2 separate regions of the Thunnus thynnus genome follow, and region 2 is linked to region 1. Evidence: chromatin contacts called from public Hi-C data. All regions are on one chromosome and are shown on one strand. The core of a region is the stretch at or near the end of the contact, and the rest is flanking DNA. Distances in the headings are between cores, read along the strand shown. Region 1 holds the start of si:dkey-171c9.3 (A-kinase anchor protein 11). Region 2 holds the start of clcn5b (chloride channel, voltage-sensitive 5b).

What was found. A called contact is a pair of places that touch in the nucleus more often than the background predicts.
Region 2: a Hi-C map of muscle shows a contact between it and region 1, with 5 times the contacts expected there. The contact joins the promoter of clcn5b here to the promoter of si:dkey-171c9.3 in region 1. A contact is called at or near these places in 2 of 3 Hi-C or Micro-C datasets (both in muscle).

The regions. Positions count from the first base shown.
Region 1 is chr22:19,602,720-19,607,376 of fThuThy2.1, reverse strand. It overlaps si:dkey-171c9.3 (A-kinase anchor protein 11), which reads right to left and starts at 2,138. Exons shown (of 2, transcript XM_067580144.1): 1 at 2,108-2,138.
Region 2 is chr22:19,742,177-19,746,833 of fThuThy2.1, reverse strand. clcn5b (chloride channel, voltage-sensitive 5b) reads left to right here and starts at 2,134. Exons shown (of 17, transcript XM_067579188.1): 1 at 2,134-2,945; 2 at 3,638-3,787. The coding sequence starts at 3,649.

The DNA.
Region 1 (4,657 bases), core at 889-3,388:
CCTGTTTCAGATTAGGGTGATAGATAGAAGCGATAGATAAGCTACATATTGAAAGAATGTTGTATGTATAAGACACGGCACAGAAGAGAAAGTGTAATCAGGACTGATGTAAAAACAGAGGAAGAAAACAGACGGACAGAAAGAACAGAAAGTCCCCTCACACAGCCTCAGATGGAAAGTAAGATTGAGGTCTCCAACCACAGCCTGTCACCATATGAGCTGTCAGCAAGCCAGGATGTGACAAGCAGGAAGTTCAGCTCGCTATTAGATTACGCAAAAAACGAAAAAAAAAAAAAACCAGCTGGCCTCTGCAGCAGCAACCTGTCCCTTTTTCTAAACTCGGTTTTTGCAGGCATCTGTAATTCATGGGGATAGAGCTTTGTTTAGTAATTGCAGCTTTAAGTTGGTCAAACAGAAATGGAGCAAAGCAAATGTTGCACAGAAAAGTATTACGCTGTTGACCTCTGATTCATACATGAAATGAGACATCTACATCAGCATGATGGTATAAAAAAAAAAGGCTTTGAAAAGAAACATGTGCCTCTTTGTTTTACAAGGCTTGATTCAGCAAATAAGGGTGTCAGTTTTCACGAGGACTCCAACTGCAGTTATTGATATGAAATAACATGGAAACTCATAGCTGTTATTGCTCTCGAGGGCATAGATTCACAAAGCTGTGTTGATAGGTATTTTTAGTACTGTATTGGTTAGTTTTATGAATAAAGACCAAACAGTTTGACTGTTTTGCTCTTGGGTTTTTTTTTATATTAGTTTTTTCCTCCTAGCTTTAAAAATAATTCTCCACTTTGGCTTGAAATTGTTTTCGGAAACCTTCATGACATGTTTATTCACACATTTTGTGAGAAAAATGGATCAGAAAGACAATGAGGAGGTAACCGCAAAATGAACTTAACACCCAGAACTACTGCTGTGGCACCACTATGTCTTTTAATGCAGCCACGGGTTTCCGAATCAACATTTCACGTCCATCTTGTGATCACGGTTTCAAGTTTAGCTTTTGCCAAGATGATTTGATATGAATTTAATTCAAATTTTCTAGGATGTAACACCTTCCTCGTGTGATGATTTCTTTCACACGCACTCTTTTTCCTCTCTCAGCTCCTTCTTTATGCTGCTAAAGCGAATGACCTTGTCTGCAACGCTAGAGGTATTGACTTTACCAAATGACTCCAGTATGTTTGTGTGCGTGTTAGAAAAAAAACAACAAAAAAAAAAAAAACACAGTGTGTCACAGCGTTATCCTGCCATTATTCACTCAGTGGACCACAGCCGGGGTTCAAAATGGACGGGGCTCAAAGAGGAGGACGAGATAGAGAATGAATCGCAGATGTGGAACAAATTACAGCTAAAACAAAGAATGTTTTCCCTTGGCAATCCGACTTGGACATCCTGATGGGCAGAGGAACATTTATGGGATGAGGATGCTTCTTTGCTACCTCGGTGTGTCTGCGCTACACGACCCTGTCTAAACAGAAAGTCAGTTTGATGCTAAATGCTCATTTGTTGAAGCCAAAACAGATCACCTCACTTTCAGTCTTCTCTAAAGATCCAGACAGGGTTTCTACATTGCCTCTTACAGCAAGTCGGACAAAGGCCAGTTAGTCAATATGTTGCAAAATATTGTTGGAAATGCAATGCATCAATTGACCTTTTATTAAAACCAGATTTCATACACACCCATGTCAGTATTTTTTAATGTATTGTGACAAATCCAAAGAGTTTTAGAAGCCACTTTTCCTAATAAATTGCCAAAAAGTATTTACACAAGTCATATCTTTGGTTTTCTGTTTGTAAGAAATTAGTCAAGGTTTGTTAGCCCAATAAAAAGTGGATAAGACCAGAGATTTAACACTACAAAAACAGATAAGACAAGAAATTATACAAAGTTTCCCTGACTAAAAAAGAGATTTAAAGGATTATGAAGTATGGCAGATCAAAAGGGCAACTTCTGATTTACTGTGATACCTGGCAAGACACAGAAAGCATCTTGAGGGCCAACTGGATGACATCAAAGCCACAAGTTACATAAATGTACCAGAAAATATGAAAAAGTCAGACAGCCAGTGCTGCCTGCAGTTTTACTTACCAGTTACTAACAGTTTACTCTGTGGTGTCTCAAGTGCGAATGACTCTACACGGAAATGGTTTTATAAATAAAGTTTTACTCACTTCCTGCGTGCGTCCTGTGTGTGCGTGCGTGTGTGTGTGTGTGTGTGTGACAGACAGAGATAGTAAGAGGAAGTGTATTTCTGCATGGGTTGATCTGTTAAAAGTAACATGCACCAATGACAACTGCACCTGACATCATAAAGCTAGTTTAACGGGAAATTATTCCGTCTATTTCTTATTATTTATTCTTGTTCATGAGGTCAAACTAATAAAAGAGAGCATGAGAGCAAGAGGGAGAGGAGATGGATGGCTGGGGAGGACGAAATGATGCAGAGAAGGGAAAGCTCCTCAGCCAGATAGTATTTTTTACAGTACTTTTATGGTTTTACTTCAGTTTGGTGCACAGCAATAGCCGGAAAATTTAAACAATCCCCTCAAACTGTACGGTTTTTACTTCCATGACCCTGAGTTTAGTGTCCAAACCTCAATGGTGCAGATTTCTTAGCAGCTTTAACCAAATCCTAAGAACTGTAAAAAACTATTGCTCTCAGCTCTAATGGAGACACAAGCAATCTGGACAAAGCTGCTCTCATGTGAAGGCTTTTTGTCTTGGATGAGGAGAACTGGGAGGGGAGATGAAATAAAAGCAGCGTTGTGAGATGATATCTCTCTGTAGACTTCATTAGACGCCAGATTGCACTGCCTGAACCGTAACCCTTGAAGCTGCGTTAGAGTATCCTGTCCAAATAAAGTGAACATGGAGTGATTGTTACTGGACTCAGGGGCTTGTTTATTTTGTGTGTGTGTGTGTGTGTGTGTCTGTGTATTGAAACTGTTGGTTTTGTGCAACACATTGAAGTGAAATAAATACCAAGGGATGTTTGTTCACTTTTGCAGTTTAATGATATTGGGTCCAGAGAGAGTTTATGGTGTGTTGAAGATGTATTCAGAAATGACATAGCTCTGTATGGCATTAATATTACAGTAATGATCTCATCTCTTGTAATCCAGAGGACAACTCCTCCCAAACTCTTCTGGCAACTGGACGGACATTAGCTGCCATCTTCCCCCCAGTGTTTATCCCACGGATCCTGAACTTGCCCTCTGGATGCATGAATGTGATTTGCAATTTTATGACCCTCTATTATCCAGACTGTTAATGCAGTTAAATTCCGTGTTGTGAGACCAAGTAGACCCATTGTGCTCTTTAAGCTCCAGTTCAGGAAATTCTTATCTGTGCGCTGATTGCTCAACACGATAATTTAAATAGACTTTAAGGGTCATTTCAGTCTTGTATGACAGCCTAAAGAGAAATCATGACATGCCAGATCTGTATTATGTTGGAAAACCAGTAAAACTAAAACATAAAAAGAAAAAAAATATACCCTCTGACATGCAGAGCCTGTGAGAATACTTGGTGTATTGTGCAATTCTGTGTTATATACTGTATTGCACATCATCTTATTTATCCTAGCTGTGAGCTGCCAACTGGGAAAGCTGTTGATGTAACCCTGCTAGTGCTAAACATGGGACGTGCTAGCTCACTTGGAATCACAAATAGTGCATGAATGAATTCATGAAAGTTATTCTTGTGAGTCCTGCAAATGAAACGAATCAACAAATGTCACCAAGCACCAAAAATATAAATTAAAAACAAAAATTTTATCTGTTGTAATGTAATCACCTCTCTGCACTCTCACATGTTAAGTCAGGGTGCTAAGATTTGAGAATTAAATAATCGTTATTATCAGTTAAATGGAAATCATTGAAACAATATTAAGATAAATAAAGAAAACAAATATTGACTTATGAGTAGTGTTAATGCATACAAAACGCCATTTTTTCCATCATGTAGAACTAAATTTATGATGTAAAAAGGACTATGAAAGGCCTGGATTTCAGTTACCTTCCCAACATTTTAAGGCCTTACAGCACCTGCAAAGCATTAATTAAGATATCATGCAGCTCTTATAAGGCTTATTTTTAATTTCTTAATGAAATAAATTTGATATAGTGTGCATGCCGCCTACATATCCAACATGTAGGCGGCATGCACACCTTTGAGTAGTAGTGAGACATTATCTTGTTCTCCGTCTTCTATGTGTTTGTATATTTAAGATAAGATACATGATAGAATTATCCCAAATTATATTTTTCTGTAAGATGCACAATATACATGGTTAAATAAATGTATACATATCATATACTATACATACATTAATTAAACATATGGTAAAATATAATAAAAGTAGTGAAAATGTATGTAGAATAGAGAGAGGTACAAAGTATACATGATAAAGGTGCAACTCATGAATGAAAGCTCAAAAAAACTGCAGAAAGGTTAATATATATAAACATATATGTGACATTACTGTGAAAAAAGCTGCACAGAAAGCTGCACCAGGATATAAATAACAATGGTAAAAAAAATTTGTGACTAATGAATTTATCGGTCCTTGTGTTTGATCATGTGCACAAGTAAGTGAGATTTATGTCACATGTACGTTTGCATGTCTGCACTGAAATA
Region 2 (4,657 bases), core at 885-3,384, 140 kb before region 1:
AAGATGAATGAGTGGGAGGTGTGCTGAGTTCAGCAAAGGCAGCATGGGAAGGAAGAGGGGGGGGAAAGGGCGAAGAGGGAAAGAGGTTGCTGTGATTAATCAAACCTGCAGCCATTAACCGGGATCCTACAATACCATGCTGTCTTTATACACACACACACACACACACACACACACACACACACACACACACACACACACACACACACTGTAAACCTGGTAGCCTTCATTCATTTCCACGTGTGACCACAAGGTGTCGCCTGTCAGCTGTTTGTAGTGTCAATGTTATCCAAGGTGTGCAAACATGAAGATTTTGTATTTTTTAAGAGTGAGAGTTAACATTTAAGAGTGTTAAATGCAGAATTGATAAACATGAACAGCCTGTAGAGTTTTTAAATCAATTGTAATATGTCTGTATAATATCTGTGAACAAATATAATGACAGTTAAGATGGTTTTCAGGCTCTCCGACACCACAAACAAGTAAATAAAGTCCTCACTTCATTTTTTTGTTTTTAATTTAATTATTAAATTCAGTGTCCTTTTTTTTATATTAACTTCTTCCACAAAAGGACACTGTACTGAGCAGATTACCTTTTGATTCATTTTTATTCACATATTTATTGATTATATTTTCTTTTTTAATTATAGGTGCTAGTTCTGCTCACATTCACATTGCAAAAGTTGGTTTTAAAACCTTAAAAATGTTCTGTACTGACCAAAAAAGAGAGTAGCAGTTACTTAAAAATTTGCTGTTTCCACAAGAAAGACACTGTACTGATCGGTCCTGTTGATTAATTTATTTTTAAAAAATTCTTTAAATTCTAGTTGATTGTTGTTCTGCACTTTTTGCACATTGTAAAGTTGGAGGGAATGTTTTGGAGTGATAAAATATTGAGTCATTACTTAAGAAAAATGTATTCACAGCTCACAGAGAAGATAATAGATCATTGTAGTAGTAATTTAGCTAAAACTATTATATTAAAGCTGAGTCAAAGTCATGGCAGAATTATTAGATATTATCATTATCTCTGTGTGAGGCTCTCAGTGTTCAGGGGAACAGAGTTGTGTTCCTTTAATGCAACAGTTTACATTAAACAGGACAAACACTAATGTTACAATACATACAGTAGGTAGATAAGGTGCAGGCTTACATATAAAGATGTGCAACAGCGTATTAAATGCACTAAAATTAACTAATACATACATGAAATCATAAACATGTTGATATTATTTTTTAAAAAAATAGCAGCAAGTATGCTTAAACTACTGATATAGCACTTTAAAAAGACATTTCAAACTCAGACTGTGTGACTCTGTCTAAAATATTAAAGAAATGTTTGAAGCATCTTTTTTGAATCAGTTTTTTTCCCCAAACAGATGCTCCTGTGGCGCCACTGAGACATGCAAATGCTTCTGCTGCTAAACAACATCAGCTGTAACAATAACTTTATTTGTAAAGCACCGTTCATACAAGAAATGCAGCTCAAAGTGCTTCAAAACAAATAAATTACAAGTACTGAGTGTTTCACATGAAAAAATACATAAAATGAACATAAAAACACGTTAAAAAACATTCATGTAATATAAGATGGAAAATAAAACCCACTTAATTATACTAATAATACTGCAGTAGTGAGCAGCTTTTATCTATAATATGTGCAAGTGAGAAAAAGTGGAAAATATTGCTGCAGAATGTAGAAAATGTTTATAGTAAGAATATTGATGACCGATTAGTCGATCTGCTCCACTGACCCAGTTAGCTTTTAGCTCGACTGCTTTTCCTGCCGCACATATGCTGCTGTCAAGAGCGCGGGAGTGACACCGGAAGTGGATAAATTTCTTCAAAATTGATGCACCATAATAACGCAGCAATAAATAGGAAATGCCACAGTGTTTCGATCAATATTGAAATTAAATCACTAAGAATTAAGCTTATTACTGCAAACATTCGATAGCATTTAAATTTTTGATTGTTGAACTTGTTTGACATCATGTCTACTGTACTTGTGTCTTGGGTTTTCTTCAGGAATAAATAAATAACGTTATATTTCTTCGAAAGGATGTGTTTTTGGATTTTTGTTTGGTACAAAACAGGAAATATCTCCCTTGTGATCCCTTATCTACTCAATCGGAGCAGGACTTTGTCCCAGATTAGCTTTGCCAACGGTCTAATAAGACTGATTTATGGCAGGTCGCTCGACACTTTTGATGTCGCTCAACAGAAAAGAGTCGCGCGACGTTTTCATTATGCTTCATTCATGCTTCAGCGAAAAGTTTCGGTCGTCTCCATGGTAACCGTGGTAAATTATATCCTCCAGTTAGCTTGTTTAATTACATTATATCATCTCGACGTTACAAGTTATCTAAAAACTTACAGACCAAAATATCAATAAGGAAGTTCAGTGAAAACTACAGTGGTCTCCATGGCGACGTTAGTAACACTATCCAATCACACTGCGCGACAAAATAGGACGGTGTCCGCGACATAACAAAATTCTCCAGATGCGCGACATTTCTATCGAAAATACGTCATTTCTGTCGAGCGACACTTACCAAAAGTGTCGAGCGACCTACCATAAATCAGCCTTTAATGCGGCGGAAGTCGTATCTAACGTTAGCTAACTTGACGCTAGGCGTTTGCAGTTTAAGTGGCAAAACAACCCGTACTGCAGACAATTTTAAACAATTCATTATTTTGGGGTGTCTAAAGGAGACACTTTGCCTGTCATGGCTTCCTTTAGGACACCTCCTGCGTTGTAAAAAGGCCGTTTTTGGAGGACGGAGAATGACGCAGGATTTTCTCGAAGCGGGTCGCCGCGGAGCTTGAAGTTTACATTGGCTGCTGTTGACATAAGCAGCCTACAGTAGAGGAGACGACGGCGGGGCAAATCCGAGTCACAAGACTTCTTCACTGAGCCGGACGGCTGCTCTCATTCCTTACAGGTAACAATCAGGCCTTTAAGTTAACATTCTCTGTCTGTTTTTTATCAACAAAACTAAACGTAACCGCCGCCGCTTCAAGCGCCGCCGCCGCGGTAACGGTTAACGAAGTTAGCTCAACGGTCAGAATTCGTCAGTTTGTTTGACAGCTTAGTCGTCGTCACAAGAAAAGCTACCAGCTAAACGCTCGAGCTAGGCTAATAATCTGCTTTTCGTCTGCCGCAATATGTTTTCCACTGAGTTGTTGTTTTTTTTTCTCCCTCCTTTGCTGGTTGCAGCTCTAAACCACAGTGTTATAGGAAACAGAGAAGTGTAAAAAAAAAAAAAAAAAGAGCGGAAACGGTTGCGAAAAAACTTCTCTGTAACTGGAGATGTGCTGTCATTACTGACTGTGATGAGCCAGCAGCAGCAGCAGCAGCAGTCGGATATTTCACAAACACGTCCCAGAAATAGTTGTATAAAATACAGTCAGGGGAGGGAGATAAAAGCAGACTGTCCATTGCAGTCATTTGCTTTCTTTCGGGTGTCATAAATGTCTAAGTTTTGGGCGAGCTTGTACAGAAAATATGCAGCCGGCAGCTTTGATGGTAAAGCGGATAACAATCTTCCATCTCCCGCTTTTTAAAACCCACCCAGACGCGGTTTTTTTTCTTCTTCTCATAAAGCGTTTCCTCTCTGTTGTGTGTTGTGTGCAGGATCTGAAGGGATGGAAAACCCCGGATACCGTACCGGGAGCTTTGACGCCCTTCATCACCCCAGCGACGATGATGATGACGAGATGGTGGACATTGCAGGAGCCACACTCGACTTCTCCAGCACGGACGACGTCCCTCCTCTCAGCTCAGGTAACTGTTTAAAAGTCAAAGTCCGTTCACAGCTGAAGCGTATATTAGGGTCAAAGGAAGCTTTTGGAGTGTTTGCAGCTGTATAAATAAAAATATTCTTGTTCTTTCACAAGTTGAGAACAATAATAGGCTTTTAGATCTTATAGAAATGTTTGCACCAGTGTGAAACTAACCTGTAACCCAGTTTGGATGTGTAGCAGTCATGAAATTAAATGAATTAAGCTAATTAAAGGTCTAATCTGGAGCATCCTGTGGGGGGGTTTTCATCATATCCCAGAGGTCTCATCTCAGTAGTCTAGCAGTGACAGATTTGTTTGCAGCAGTGCAGTATATCCTCTTATAAATTGTTGCATAACAGGATTAGATATGATATGTGTAAACAGTAACTTGTCCCCCTGTCTTATGTTGCCTATTTTAAATTCCACAGCGGTCATTCAGTAATGTCTGGATCGGTATTAAATTCAATTCCAAGTAGCGTTAGAGGTTTCCTGAAACATCCTGAAATCCACTTCCTGTAAAACCTGCAGACACTCTGTTAAGAATCAGTCTTTTTTTCTTTAAGCAAAAGTGGTTTCAGACTCTTTTCATTTGAAATTTTGCTGCTTTTCCTCATCTTGTAGTATAGTAAACTGAATATCTGTGAGTTTTGGACACGTGGTCGGACACTATAAGACATTTGATGACATCAACTTAGGCTCTAGGAAACTATGATGGTCATTTTTAAGTTTTTTTTAATGTTTTGCAGACTAAAAACAGTTGAAAACTGGAAGCTGTGGGACAGGAAGAGTTAACTCATTGATTCTTTTATTGACAGACATGGCAGAAATGTTGTTGTGTGTGACAGTATGTGACAAGAGCTCATTTCCACAG